Linked DNA regions of Mus musculus: all the other regions are linked to region 3. A link is a contact called in public Hi-C and promoter capture Hi-C data. All regions are on one chromosome and are shown on one strand. The core of a region is the stretch at or near the end of the contact, and the rest is flanking DNA. Distances in the headings are between cores, read along the strand shown. Region 1 holds the start of Map1s (microtubule-associated protein 1S). Region 2 holds the start of Zfp866 (zinc finger protein 866). Region 3 holds the start of Ddx49 (DEAD box helicase 49).

Evidence for each region. Promoter capture Hi-C pulls out the DNA fragments that hold promoters and counts their contacts. Hi-C and Micro-C count contacts between places; a contact is called where the count stands out from the background.
Region 1: a contact with region 3 is called in a Hi-C map of CD4 T cells, with 4 times the contacts expected there. The contact joins the promoter of Map1s here to the promoter of Ddx49 in region 3. A contact is called at or near these places in 1 of 39 promoter capture datasets (pre-B cells), 1 of 484 Hi-C or Micro-C datasets (CD4 T cells) and 2 of 9 other capture datasets (adipose tissue and pancreatic islet).
Region 2: a contact with region 3 is called in a promoter capture Hi-C map of pre-B cells. The contact joins the promoter of Zfp866 here to the promoter of Ddx49 in region 3. A contact is called at or near these places in 2 of 39 promoter capture datasets (embryonic stem cells and pre-B cells), 1 of 484 Hi-C or Micro-C datasets (B cells) and 1 of 9 other capture datasets (liver).

Annotation. Positions count from the first base shown.
Region 1 is chr8:70,903,099-70,907,949 of GRCm38.p6, forward strand. It overlaps Map1s (microtubule-associated protein 1S), which reads left to right and starts at 2,876. Exons shown (of 7, transcript NM_173013.3): 1 at 2,876-3,029. The coding sequence starts at 2,906.
Region 2 is chr8:69,772,696-69,777,437 of GRCm38.p6, forward strand. Zfp866 (zinc finger protein 866) reads right to left here and starts at 2,216. Exons shown (of 4, transcript NM_177899.3): 1 at 2,095-2,216. The coding sequence starts at 2,097.
Region 3 is chr8:70,299,992-70,304,581 of GRCm38.p6, forward strand. Ddx49 (DEAD box helicase 49) reads right to left here and starts at 2,461. Exons shown (of 13, transcript NM_001024922.2): 1 at 2,332-2,461; 2 at 988-1,111. The coding sequence starts at 2,446. It overlaps Cope (coatomer protein complex, subunit epsilon), which reads left to right and starts at 2,776. Exons shown (of 10, transcript NM_021538.2): 1 at 2,776-2,941. The coding sequence starts at 2,816.

The DNA.
Region 1 (4,851 bases), core at 1,626-4,125, 600 kb after region 3:
CCACAAAGTTGCAAAGACCAGCTATAACTCAGGGATAGGGTGCCAGCCTAGACTCCCCCAGGGAAAGTGCTGGAATGTGGCTAGGGGTGGCTGGTGATGTGGAGCCCCAGGCCTGGCTGCAGAGGCAGAGAGGGATGTCTGGCTAAACAGCTTGGGAGTGTTGCGGAATAGAAAGTCTGACTGCCTCAAGGGCTCACAGCTTCCTCCCTCCCCTCCCCCCATCCCTGTCTCCACGGGGACCAGACAGCTGCTCCATTAGCTGACTGGATCTAGGTGTGGATAGAGGTGAAGGAAGTGACCTGAGTCCCAAGTGACCACTGAGTCTTTCTCTCCAGGAGACTTGCAATCCCCACGCCTTGACTCCCAACCGTAGGGATAGGAAAAGCTCAAGGACATTTCTCTCTCTCTCTCTCTCTCTCTCTCTCTCTCTCTCTCTCTCTCTCTCTCTCTCTCTGTGTGTGTGTGTGTGTGTGTGTGTGTGTGTGTGTGTGTGTGTATTTTGCAAAACTTGAGGTCCACAAAGCCTAATGAAAACCCTTTCCCCAGCTGACTCATGGCAGAGATGTACTGTGGAGCTCCAGGCCCAGAGACCAGATAATGACATTAACACTCACTACTAATGTAAGTGGTATGCATGCAGTCTGTTGTGCCCAAAGCTGAGAGACTGAGGCAGGAGACTCATCAGTTTGAGGTCACTGTGGAATGTATAGAAGTGGAAAAAAGAGAACAGTAGAGCCTTAGGCAGCAGGAGAGCTCACAAGTCAGCCAAGGGCTCCTGGGTTCAAATCCTGAGGGACTCTGTGAACATTAGCATGAAAAGACTGAGTAAATGAATGAGTGGAAAGTGGGGGATGTGCTGTTGGCTCCATTGTGCAGAACCCTCAAGCCTCCACTGTGTCCCCTGCACAGAGCAGAACCAGAGAGTGTGACCCTGCTGGTTTTCACCAGAGCTCCAGCTCTGATGTGGTGGTAAGATTTCACCGTGCAGCCCTGGCTGGCCAAACCCTTTCTACGTAGACAAAGCTAACCACATACAGACATCTTCCTGCTTCTGCCCCCTCCCCAGTGTGCTGGAATTAGATGCATGCCAACATGCCTGTCTCTTCTTTTTTAAAGATTTCTTAGTGTCTGAGTGACTGTGCATATGAGAGCATCCATAGAGGTCAGAGGGGGTGTCAAATCCCTTGGAGCAGGAGTTCCATGAAGTTGGAACCTGTGCTATGGGTGTTGGGAATGGAATGTGAGTCCCCTGCAAGAGCAGTTAAGACCTCTTAAGATTTGAGCTATCCCTGTAGTCGCTTGTGTTGATTTTACTACCCTAGTCTTTCCTGGGACTTGCTCTATTTTCCAGGTTAGCTTTGAACTCCCTATGTAGCCCAGGGTGGCCACAGACTGTCCAAGGTCACTCAGTCTTCTGTGATGAGTTAGGGGTGTGGAGATGCACTGCCAAGCCCATTCTGCACTGGATCTTAGCCAGAGGGCAGAGAATGGACCATCCCAGTTCTGTTTCCGTTATAACAACAGAGGAAATCACAAGCCATCAACTTCTGCAGGCTGACCAGTTAAGGGGGAGGAGTCAGGATTCAGGAAGGATATTGGCGCCAAAAGAGTATCCAGGAAGCTCAGACCATGGCTTGAGGACTTGGCTGATGCTACGGACTGATGGAGGAAGTTGGCTTGGGGAAGTCCTTTACAGAACGTCTGTCAGCAGCAGGCTTGATTTGGGTTCCTGATGCATCACACCAGTCCTGAATTGCCTTTGCTTGTTTTTCATTTATTTTAAAAGTCTGTCTGTCTGTCTTGTCAACACTGTGTACACCAGTGTTGGCCTTGAACTCACAAAGATCCTCTTGCCTCTGTCTCTAGAGAGATGATGAGGTTAAAGGCATGAATCTTTGTCTTTTTAAATTGTTGTTTCTTTTTGATATATGACTTGATGTAGCCTAGGCTGGACTCATATTTGTTAGGTAGTGGAGGTTGACTGTGAATGGAAGCACCTGGCTGGGCTTAGTTGTTTACTCCAGAGACAGAAGGCTCACTCTTGAGGGGAGCCAGCTGGTCCTTCTTGGGGTGAACAGCATTTCAAATACTTAACATGGAATGGCCAAAAAAGAAGTAAGATTGGACTGGGTGGTGGTGGAGCACACCTTTGAATTCAGCACTCAGGAGGCAGAAGCAGGCAGATCTCTGTGAATTTGAGGCCAGCCTGATCTAGAGAGCAAGTTCCGAGACAGCCAGGGCTACACAGAAAGACCCTGTTTCGAAAAACAAATAAACCAAGATGCAAGTTTGGGGTGAAAATGTTCCAGGTCTGAGTGGGAGCCACATAAGCAGTCTCCATCACACATAGCCCTAGTGAATCCCAAGCTGTCTACTGTCCCAACGTGTGGGAAGCTGTGGAGGCAGGAAGATCACAGTCCCAGGGTCATCTAGAGACAACCTGACTTGGTGTCAGATAGGCTTGGTGACTTTACCCCTCCAAAATGTCCTTTCTTCCAAAATGACCCGGCCCAGCACACACACCTAGCAAGCAGCTACACATCCCCAAGCTCTCTTCTGTCCAGGTTCTAACTCAGGAAGCTCGCAGGACCTAGCCGACTCTGGTTCTGTGCAGAACCCCTGTGATGGAATGAGTTTTCGGGGGACAGAGATTCTAAGCGTTGCTTAGCGGGAGAATGAATGAGGGAATGAATGAAAAATGAATGGATGAAATTTGGGAGGGATAACGGTATCTTAGTACACAGCCAGTCTCAGTCCTCTTCGGGCTCCCAAAGCCTAGCGGGCATTGACAGAGGGGTGGAGAGGAGGGGGCGCTTCCGGCCGGGGTCTCCGGTGCTTCCGGTAAGCTCCCTGAAGGGGCGTGGCCAGCGGGGCGGGGCGCTCAGAGCGTCGGGGCGGTGCGAAGATGGCGGCAGTGATGGCGGCGCCGGAGGCTGTGGAGGCGCCCAGCTCCCTACTGTTGCTGGTGGTGGGTGGCGAGTGTGGCTGCCCCGGGCTGCTGGCCTACGTCATGGAGGAGTTGGAACGAGGTCGGGTCCGTGGGGACTTGGGGCGGTGGCAGCGGGGCGGGGCGGGGCGTCCGGGGCTGGGGGTTCCGGCGCGCGGCGGGCCGGGGTCCGGGTGGGGTGCGGGGTCCCTGGACGCAACGTTCCGGGCGTGGCCTACGATCCAGACGGGCATAGGGTTGCGCACGTGCCTAGCGGCGGCCTGGACAAAACTCTGCCACACGGGTTACTGGGTCTGGGTGGGGCGCGGCAGGCTGGGATCCGCGTGGGGCACGTTAGATGTGGCGTCACATTCCGGGGATACAGGGTTCGGGGAGCGGCCTGCGGCCGGGTGGGCGCTGCGTCCCCGACTTCGGGGTTCTGGCGGTGTGCGGCCTCACTCCCACGGCCCCTCCCTTCGCCTGGCTGGCAAGTTCCCCCGGCGCCCGGGGGCCTGCTTTCCGGGGGTGCTAATTGGTGCGTGGGTGGCGCGGCCGCCCCGGGGATGCTTGGCACGAGGGGAGCTGACTCAGGCGCACCTGCCACACTGGGGCATCGAGCGCAGCAGCATCCTCTGCAATGGGGTAGCGAATGCGATGCCTATGCCTGTTACCCCTGCAGTCGTGAGCTGAGGCCAGAGGAGCACTGCAAGTTCCAGGCCAGTCTGGGCTACAAGACAACCTATTCAAAATAAGTGCTGGGATTCAGTCGATAGATCTAAAGTTGCCTGGAGTGCTTGATCATGGGCTTCATCCCCAGCATTCTTCACTTGTCATCTCAGCACCTTTGAGATGCACATCAGATAAAGGGCTTGTCCTTAACTTCATAGAGCAGTTGTATTCAGCATGGACTACGTGAGACCATGTCTCAAAAAAAAATCAAATCCCCAGAACAATGTAGAATGCCCATCGAGGTGCATGGTCCTTGGGCCTAAGTGGGACAGCCTCAGCATACAGGCTGGGCTGAACGACAGGCAGTGTCCCTTGTCTTCTGAGAAGTGCTGATGTGCTGGGGAAGAGGACTCAAAGCAAGCAAGACTTCCATGGTGTCAGGGTACTTGAGGATGCTGAAGGCCTAGAGCAGGAGTTGCCTAGAGCAGGAGTTCTCAGCCGGTGATTCATGACCCTTCTGGAGAGGGGCTGCATATCAGATATTTACAGTTTGTAACTAGTAAAATTAGTTATCAAGGAGCAACAAAAATAACTTTATGAGGCTGGAGAGGTGGCTCAGTGATTAAGAGCAAACTTTTTCCAGAGAACCTGAATGAGGTGGAAACTTAAGGGTACTTTGGAAAGTCAGTTGGATGGGGTTTTGCTGGGGGCAAATGTGAAAGAATGTTTCATTAAAATAGATAAAGATATAAAAAGCTAAGGACAGACTTGTAAAGGAACATTTCCCTGAAGCAGACACAGGAGAGAGGATTTTCTACTAAAACAAACACATAAAAAGACACATGGTAAAAGATTCTTTACTAATAATAACACACATATACTGGTCCGCCTTACATTGTGCTGAGACCACACACACACAGAAAAAAACCAAAAAACTTGTGATGGTAGTCTACAGTTTCTTGCCACTTCTGCAGTCTGGCTGATTAGGTACAGGTGCTGAGATAAGACCCATAGTGGACTTGTGCTTGGAGGCTATAAATAGGACTCCAGAGAAAGACAGAGACAGAGCTTAGAGCTTGACTTGCTGGTACATCCAACTGTTCAAAACTTGTGGGTCTTGCATCCTTGCTGATCTTCTCTTCCCTGAGGAAGGAACAGCTGAGAACTTCTGATGTTCCTGTTGGTCCCTCCTGCTGACTCGAGCTAAGGCTGAGGCCTGGCTATCTCTGCTAGGTGGTATCACCACTGTTTCGAAC
Region 2 (4,742 bases), core at 966-3,465, 530 kb before region 3:
AAGAAAGGGGATTAAGGATGCTATTAGCATTGAAAAGAAAAAAATAAACTGTTTCCTCAAAATAAATTCCAAGAATCAACAAAACTCATTGAACCAACAAGATTATAACCAGTAACTCTTAACAAATTATCAAAATGTTTAAAGATGAGTATAATATCCATCAGCGTCCTGTAAGCCAACAGTGAGCAGCTGGATAACAATACCCAGTATGGCAATGCAGGTAAGAAGAGACAATGAAATATATACCAATTCAATAAAGTCCTCTAGGTAAGAACTACAATTTTTTTAAAAAGATTTTAACTGTTTTAAAACTTTCAAAAAGTTTTATTAGGAGCAAAGAGGAGATACAAATTATAGACATTTCCAAGAAAGGCAATGGGCCTCTTTGAGTGAGAGAATGCCAAGGGGCCTTACTTTGTTTTTTTCACACTTTTTTATGAAGATCAGTGTTTTGCCAGCACATATGCGGTGCCTGTGGAGATCAGAGGAGGCCTGGAGACTAGTTACAGGAGGTTGTAAATGGCCACCTGAGCACTGGGAACTGAATCAGGCAGCATCCTCTGCAAAAAACAACCAGGGCTTTTCACTGCTAAGCCACTTTTAAAGTTTTAAGAGTGTGTGTGTGTGTAGGGGTTCGTGCATTTGAAGGAGGTGCCCTCAGAGGCCAGAAGTGGAGATGGGATGCTCTGGTACTGGAGTTATAGGCAGTTGTGAGTCACAGAGGTGGATGCTGGAAATCAAACTGGAGTCTTTACAAGAGCAATACCCTCTTAAGCACTGAACCATCATTACAGACCATCCACCTCATCTTTTTGACAGGGTCTCATGATGTAACCCTGGCTAACCTGGAACTCTGCAGCTATGTAAACCAGGCTAGCCTCAATCTGCCAACCTCTTCCTCCCAAGTGCTGGGTTAAAAGTAGACTGACCAACCAACCCAGCAAGAACTATAATTTTTAACAACAAAAAACAAAACAAAACAAAACCATGCAGGGCAGTGGGAGACAATGCCTTGAATCTTGGCACATGGAAGGCAGAGAGAAGCAGGTGTATGGCTATGATTTCAAGGCCAGCCTCTACAGAGTGAGTTTTAGGCCAAAGCAGACCTAACAAAAAACAAAATAAGCAAAAAAGACAACAACAAAACCCCAACCAAACAAAAAGCAAACACAAAATAGTGATACCCCATAAATATGGCGATAGGAAGCTTCAGAACTGAACGTCATGTTTCCTCAATCTGCACTAAGATTTAAATAATCACAATATAAATCCTAACAACTTATGAAAAATTAAGAAACTGATTCTCAAGTTTATGTGGAGAGTGGAAAAAAACGAAAATGGTCCACACAATTCCAAAGAAACAGCACACAGACTTAAAGTGTATATATATAGTTATAGATATTATATATACACATGTTATATACACACACATATATATATGGGGTGTGTGTGTGTGTGTACCTTTTTTTGACAAAGTAGCAAAGGAAACTCAACAAAGGGCAGAATAGCAAAAGGTTATTAGCAGAACCGATGTCTATAGACAAGAAATTAAATAGAGTTTCACAATGTTGGGGCTGGAGAGATGGTTTAATGGTTGGGAAAACCGGCTGCTCTTCCAGAGGACCTGAGTTCAATTCCTAGTACCAACATGGCAGCTCAACAACAGTTCCAGAGGATCTGACATCCTCACAAAGACATACATACATTTTGGCAAAATACCAATGCACAAAAAATAATAATTTTTTTAAAGTTTAAAATTCACAGTATTAACTCAAGTTGATTGCTTTGACCTAAATGTTACATGAAAATTCAGAACTTCTAGAAAGTAGCAGAAACTAGATGACCTATTGTTTTACAACCTTCTGATGAGATACCCAAAGCAGGACTGTATAAAACGCCTGCCCCAGACAGAGCACCGACTCTTTCCTGCGCGAGGCGGAGCCTCCGCAGGGAGGCTCCGCGCTCTGCGCAGGCGCGGACCACGGCGAAGAGGACACAGGGCCCAGCGCCACACAGCACTGAATGCCGCTGCCGCCCCGCCCCAGCCTCGGGGAGGATCCACCACAGCGGGCAGGGACAGCGGCCCTTGCTCACCATGGCGCGGCTTCCGAACTCGCCCGCGCTCTCCTCACTGGTCCCGGCAGCAGCGCTCACAGCACAACACACCGCACCTCCCTGTGCCGCAGAGCCGAGCCACAATATGGCGGCCGTGAAGAACCCGCCTCTTGCCGCTCTCCAGTAGTCCTGATTAGACGGCACGGTTCTAGAACCTGATTGGCTACCAAAGCCTGAGTGACACTAGCTTCCAAAGCCGAAGTGTGGGATTCAAATGACAGCCATAGCCCCGCCCTCCTTGCTTCTAAGCAGAACTAGCTTCTCCCTGGTAAAGCAGTACTCCATCACCAAGTCGTCACTGTGCACACCGAGTGCTCATTGCAGCAATCCTGCTGCCTCACAATTAGAAAGGTGCTCAGGTCAGTTTTAATTAGAAGGTCAAATTATAACTGGACATGATGTTCTCCAGGCATCAGGAATTTGAGTAAGGAACATCTATGGTTTATACATCTGTCCCAGGTTGCACATTAACACAAGTATTCATTTCCTCTATTTTCATAGCATGTGTGTTCTTCCAGTTAAGATCTCTATCCAGCCGGGCAGTGCAGGCAGTGGTGGCACACACCTTTAATTCCAGCACTTGGGAGGCAGAGGCAGGCAGATTCCTGAGTTCGAGGCCAGAGTGGTCTACAGAGTGAGGACAGCCAAGGCTACACCAGAAACCCTGTCTTGAAAAAACCAAAACAAACAAACAAACAAAAACCAAAAACCTCTCTATCCTTCCATCTCACCCCCGTTTCTCCTCTCCAGGCCTCTACAGACATTCTAATTTAAACAAAAGCAAAAAGAAAAAGAAAAAGAAAATTGAAGACGTGGGTCAAGGAAATGACTTAGTAGGTTAAGCATGAACATAGTAGAAGAAGACCAACTCAGGAAAGTTGTCCTCTGGCCTCCACAAGTGTGTTCTTCACACACACATAAATATACACAGACACACACACACGTACATAGCCACTAAATCATCAGAACATTTTATTATTTAATTTTTGGTTTTTTGAGTTAGAGTTTCTCTGTGTAGCCCTAGCTATCCTGGTGTTTTTGTTTTTGTTTTTTGTTTTTTTGTTTTTTTCCAAGACAGGGTTTCTCTGTATAGCCCTGGCTATCCTAGAACTCACTCTGTAGACCAGGCTAATCTCAAACACAGAGGTCTACCTGCCTATGCTTCACGGGTGCTGGGAAAAAGGCGTTCACCCATTTTTACTAAAGAAGAAGTGGGGGAGTACTGGCAGTAGAAACAATAAGAAGGAAAAACCCAGCAAAGCTAATGGAGTCAATGAACAGATCAGTGAGTGGTGTTCAGTCGTGTAATGATTAGTCTTGATTGTCAAAGTGATAGGAGCAACCCTCCAGCATGTATGTAAGGGTGTTTCTAAATAGGGTAGTTGAGATAGGAAGGCTCTTCCTAAAAGTGGGCAGTATCATTACCTAGACCACAATCAAGGACCGACTGAAAAGAGGGAAGGAGGTGAGGGGATGGGAGCACTCTCTGTACCTTCTGCTCTTGTAGAGAACTTGTTTGGTTTACACACACACACACACACACACACACACACACACACACACACACACCCGTTGGCTCTTAACTTCCTGTAAATCCAGCTCCAGGGGATGAAATTCCTTCTTCTGAGCGCCTTCATGGCTCATGCATACTGAATTACCCATACATGTAAATAAAAAAAATGTTTTTAAATTATCATTATAGAATATCTTTTCTCCTCCTATGAAGGTTCCGATTCTCCCTGTTTAAGATCTCAAATATCTCTGAATTATAACTATTCCTAAGACAAGATATAATAAAGAGAATATACCTAGGAGCCAAAGTTAAAACTCCGTGTTAGCGCCAGCTAACCATCCATGAGAACCAGCTCTCTATAACCTCTTCATATTTTTTAGAGAGGATCTCACTCTGTACCCAAGGCTGGCCTCCAACTCACAGGAAACCACTGGTCTCTGCCTCTCGTGTCTCTATAACCTCTTGGCTTTAGTTAGTCTGGGAACTTTTGAATTATGTTTGGCTGACAAAAGTGAATCCATGCTTGTTGTCTTTTTTTTTTTTTTAATGTTTATATGAGTACATTGTTGCTGTCTTCAGATACTCCCCTTCCCAGACACCCCTCCTGCAAAAGGTATTTAACCCCAGGCCTGCCCTGAGAAGTGGGGTATGGTTTTACTCATCCACTTTGTGCTATGACAATAAATGCCCTAAAACCATGGACTGCCTCTTTTCATCAGGATCTGCCGTGGGGAGCAATGGAGAAGCTTTCACCTAAAGAGCTGCCATCTACTCTCCAGTGGAAGGCCTCTCCGCACTCCCAGCCACCACCAAGACTAAACCACCACCGCCAACAAGCCAAGTACCTATCCCCCCCCCGCCCCCCCCGCCCCCCCCACCCTAACCAGCCGAAGCTTCTTTCTTTCCCCCTTGGCCCCGGCTAGATCCAGCCCATGGGCCCCCACTCTGTTCTCAGCTCTTCCAAGCTCCCAGCAGCACCTGGGGTCCGAGAGCCTGAGAAGCAGATAGTCCCGGCCTCCCAAGCCAGCTCCCTGGACTTCAGACTGCGCTTCCCCAACCCCAGAGTGGTGTTCGGAGGCTTCCCTACAGCCTGACACCTGCCCAGCAATGGCGT
Region 3 (4,590 bases), core at 1,211-3,710:
AAAACACAGTGGGGGGAGGGTATGAGGGACTTTTGGGATAGCATTGGAAATGTAAATGAGGAAAATACCTAATAAAAAATATACATAAAAATAAATAAAACACAGCGGGAGAAATGGAGGGTGCCTGATGTTAACCCTGACCCACATGTAAACACAATCGCAATCTCATCCTCTGTGTGATATTTGAGACCTATATTCAAGATGCTGACAGCATCCTTTCTGTTCCCTGCTGCTGGCCTCTCCTATGCACAATGGAACCTATATACCTACAATAGCTTTTTTTTTTTTTTTGGTTTTTTGAGACAGGGTTTCTCTGTGTAGCCCTGGCTGTCCTGGACCTCACTCTGTAGAGCAGGCTGGCCTCAAACTCAGATCTCTGCCTGCCTCTGCCTCTCAAGTGCTGGGATTAAAGGCGTGTGCCACCACAGCCCAGCTACAATATCTTTTAAACACATTTATTACATTTCTTTATCTATATGGGTGTGCACATGCATGATGTGGCGCTCCAATGGAGGTCAGAGGCCAATCTGTGGAAGTCACTTCTTTCCTTTCACCCTGAAGGTGAGTCCCTGGGGGCTGAACTTAGGCTTATAGGCAAATGGCTCTGCCTGCTAAGCAATCTTACTGGCCCAAGGATATCATTTTGTTTCCCTAGCTGTTAGACTTGGTAGCTCCCTCTTGAGTGCTAGGAATGTTTCACACACACCATTAGCCCTGCTTGATTCTGCAACCCTACAAGAGAGGAATGATTCTTACCCCATTTCACACAAGAGCAAAGTGCAACTCGGACAGGTCAAGAAAGCACATGTGGAGCTGGGCGTGGTGGCGCACACCTTTAATCCCAGCACTTGGGAGGCAGAGGCAGGCGGATTTCTGAGTTCAAGGCCAGCCTGGTCTACAGGACAGCCAGGGCTACACAGAGACCCTGTCTCGAAAAACCAAAAAAAAAAAAAAAGAAAGCACATGTGGCTGAGTGGGGAGGCTCACCTGGTGGGTGTCAGAACCAAGCAGAAGATGCCATAAGGGTCCTCAGACAGCTTCTGCAAGATGGGAAGCACAAAGGCTGCTGTCTTGCCACTTCCTGTTTTTGCACAGCCCAAGCAGTCCCGACCTAGGCAGATGGCAAAGCAGCATCAGTGTGGAGCAAGGGCCATGATTGGTCCCTTGGGCATTCCCTCATTATTGTAAGAAATAGATGGGTATGGTCTGCTTTTAGTACGAGGTGAGCTTACAGTTCACTAGAGCTACAGATGAGTTGGAGGCACTGGGTCCTTCTCTCCCCTAGTTAGTCTAAGACTCGGAGAGTTACAGGTGCTCTGCTATGTGACTGAGCCCATGATTAGAAAGGAAGGGCAGCCAGGCAGTAGTGGCGCACACCTTTAATTTCAGCACTTGGGAGGCAGAGGCAGGCAGATTTCTGAGTTCAAGGCCAGCCTGTTCTACAGAGTGAGTTCCAGGACAGCCAGGGCTATACAGAGAAACCCTGTCTCAAAAAAACAAAAAAACAAGGGAAAAAAAAAAGAAAGAAAAGAGAATAGAAGAGAGGCAGCCTCAAGACCCAAACTATTCATTAGAGAAGACTTGGGGCCCCAATGGACCAATGGGATGGGGAATTTGGGGAGGGGAAAAGCCCTGCAGGTCTATGGAAGAAAAGGTCAGGAATTTCCCATATTTGGGGAAAGGCTTCAAAAACTTGCTTGAAATCACCACACCAGCTATTTTTGCCTTTTCTCTATGCTGGTACCCCTTTCTCCAGAATTGAATATTTAAAACTGTTTCATTTCCACTAGTCCCTTGAACGTGTTATTATCTAATTTCCAACAATTATTATAATTGCTTGTTTGAAACAAATTTTCAGGTAGCCCAGGCTGGTCTGCAACTTGCTACCAAACTGAGGATCACCTTGAACTCCTGATCCTCTTGCTTCCACCTGCTCAGTATTGAGATGACTGAGAGTCACCACGTCCGGCTCCAAGGACGCCTCTTTAATGGCAAAAGTGAACTGGGTCGAAGAGCACTGACACAAACACGGAGCATTGGTTTTTACCTGGAGTTTGACGGCTTCTACGTCAAAGCCAGCTCTACCCTTTTTTTTTTTCAGTGCCATGTTTTAGTCATTCACCGATCTCTCCCTATGCTCGGGTGCTACGAAAACTTAAGAGGTGCCACCCATCACCTGTGTGATAATGAACACGAGTCGGTCGCAGCGTAAATGTCAATGCTGCGGGTCAGGGTCCCCGAAACACTCAATGCTGTCCTGATTCCTGGAACCCAAGTGGGGCTAAGGAAGAGCGGGCAAAGAAAGGCATTAAAAGAAAGGCGAGAACTCACCTTCCAGGATGGCCGGAATGCACCCGAGCTGCACCGGCGTGGGCTGCTTCAACCCCAGCTGTCGACACTGTTCTACCAGCCACGACGACAACCCGATCTCAGCGAACCCCGCCATGCTCCAGACCCGGGCAGAGAACCTAGAAATGAGTGCTTCCGGCGCGTGAATGCTACGTCACGTCCACCCCGGCGCAGTCCGGCCTGGAAAAGTTGTGAGAGGACGTTGGCGGAGGAATGTGACGTCACGGAGAGACCCTCTCCAGATCCTTCAACCAATCCGAGCTTTGACCGCTTTTCAGTGTTTTGGTTCTGAAGGCCTTGTGTTTGTTGACGGAATCCGAACTATAGTTCTCGGGAGGCTTTGCAAGGTTTCTTTTTCATCGCCTCTGATTTGTCCCATAGAACTACGTTTCCCAGAGTTCCTGACGACGGGGACCTGCTTCCGGCCTACGTGTCCCAGAAGAAGGTTGGTTAGAGGTGCGGTGACATGGCTCCTCCGGTTCCTGGCGCGGTCTCTGGCGGCTCCGGAGAGGTAGATGAGCTGTTCGACGTGAAGAACGCTTTCTACATCGGCAGCTACCAGCAGTGCATCAACGAGGCTCAGCGCGTGAAGGTGGGCAGCGTGCGGAGCAGCTTCCGGCGCGCTCTGAGGTTCTGGTCCGAGGACTCGGTTTCTCTTATAATTAGGGATGGTTTTCAATTTACTCTGTAACCGAGGCTAACCTTGAGGTCCTGCGCCTCCAGTCTTCACCCCTCCAGTGCTAGGATGACAGGTGTGCACCCCTGTGCCAAGCTTCCAACTTTCTGGTGGTTGATTGACAGGGGCTCACTTTATAGCCCAGGCTGACCTGAAGTCAGGGTAATGGTGAGGTGACAGGTGTGCGCCACTAGCTCCATCATAAAACCTCTTACTGTTTCGTTTTTAAACCCCCCCCGCCCCCCTTTTTTAAGTGTCTAAAGTCAGGCATCATGGTGCACGCCTTCTATTCCAGCACTTGGGAGGCTGATCTCTGTAAGTTTAGGGTCAGCCTGATCTTCATAAGCAGTTCTAGGTCAGTTCGGGTAATACTGTAATCTGTCTTAATAATAGTCCTAAACCGGAGGTAGCTTGGTGTGCCTTAAATCCCAGCACCCAGAGGCAGAGGCAGTCAAGTCTCTGAGTTTTGGACCACTCTGATCTACATAGCGACTTCCAGGACAGCCAGGGTGCTACAGAAAAACCCCGTCTTGAACTGTACCCTCCTCGCCTCCCCCACTCCCCCCAAAAGGGAAGTTTGGTTATAAAAGAAGACAGTCTCCTTTAGCCCAGGCTGGCCTCAGACTCCCCATGTTGCTGAAGAGCACTGAATTCCTGATGGCCATGCCTGCTCTCTGGAGTGCTGGGATCATAGTGTGCACAGCCAAAGCACAGCTTCGATGCAAATGCTCCACAGGCTAAATCCTTGCCCTGGTTTTGTTTTATGTTTTAAGCAGCTTCATATAGCCCAGGCTGTCCCTAGATGTAGCAGTCTTGTCTCAGCCTCCCAGATGCAGGATGACAGGCCTGTGCCACAATGCTCAGCTTGTCTTTAGTTCATTAAAGATGTGACCCGTGTTTGCAACAGCCTGTGTGTGTTGTTGACAGAATCACCTGTCACTCATTCTTCACTGTGCACTCGTGGAAAACAGCATTCCTGCTGGGCTCAGTAAGGGATGGAGTTGGTGGAACTACAGGCTTTCTAGGTATAGTAGCCTTGGCAACAGAGGCAGCACAGAGAGCCAGGAAATGGCAGAATGGGTGTAGAAAGTGGTGGTCTTAGACTTGCCTGTTTTGAATGTGAAACAGAGTCAGGGCTGTGATGGGCTGGGGCATGGCTCAGGTAAACTATGTGGAGGCTTGTCCTTACCAGGCTAAAAAGCTGTTTTGTTAAGGTTCTGGACAAGAGGCAAGAAGATCCAACTTGTTCTCAGCTATGTAGTGAGTTTGAGGCCAGCCTAGTCTGCATGAAACCCTGTCTCCAAAACTCCCAAAATAATAAAATCAAAGCCAAATTCATTGAGCTTGTAAAGCGCCCAACAGGGCTGGGGCATGCAGCTGTGCTGCTGCTGTAGCCGTAGTGGCACTGCACGCTGTGATACTGGGATGACGCTGTGATACTGGGATGACGGCGGAGCCTCCTTGGGCTCGCATCAGTTGAGAGAAGATCAGGGCTTTGCACACTGGGTGCCCTCTGGAGGCTTTGGGGCTTCTGGGTCTCCTGGATTCCAGCTGAGACCCAGAGC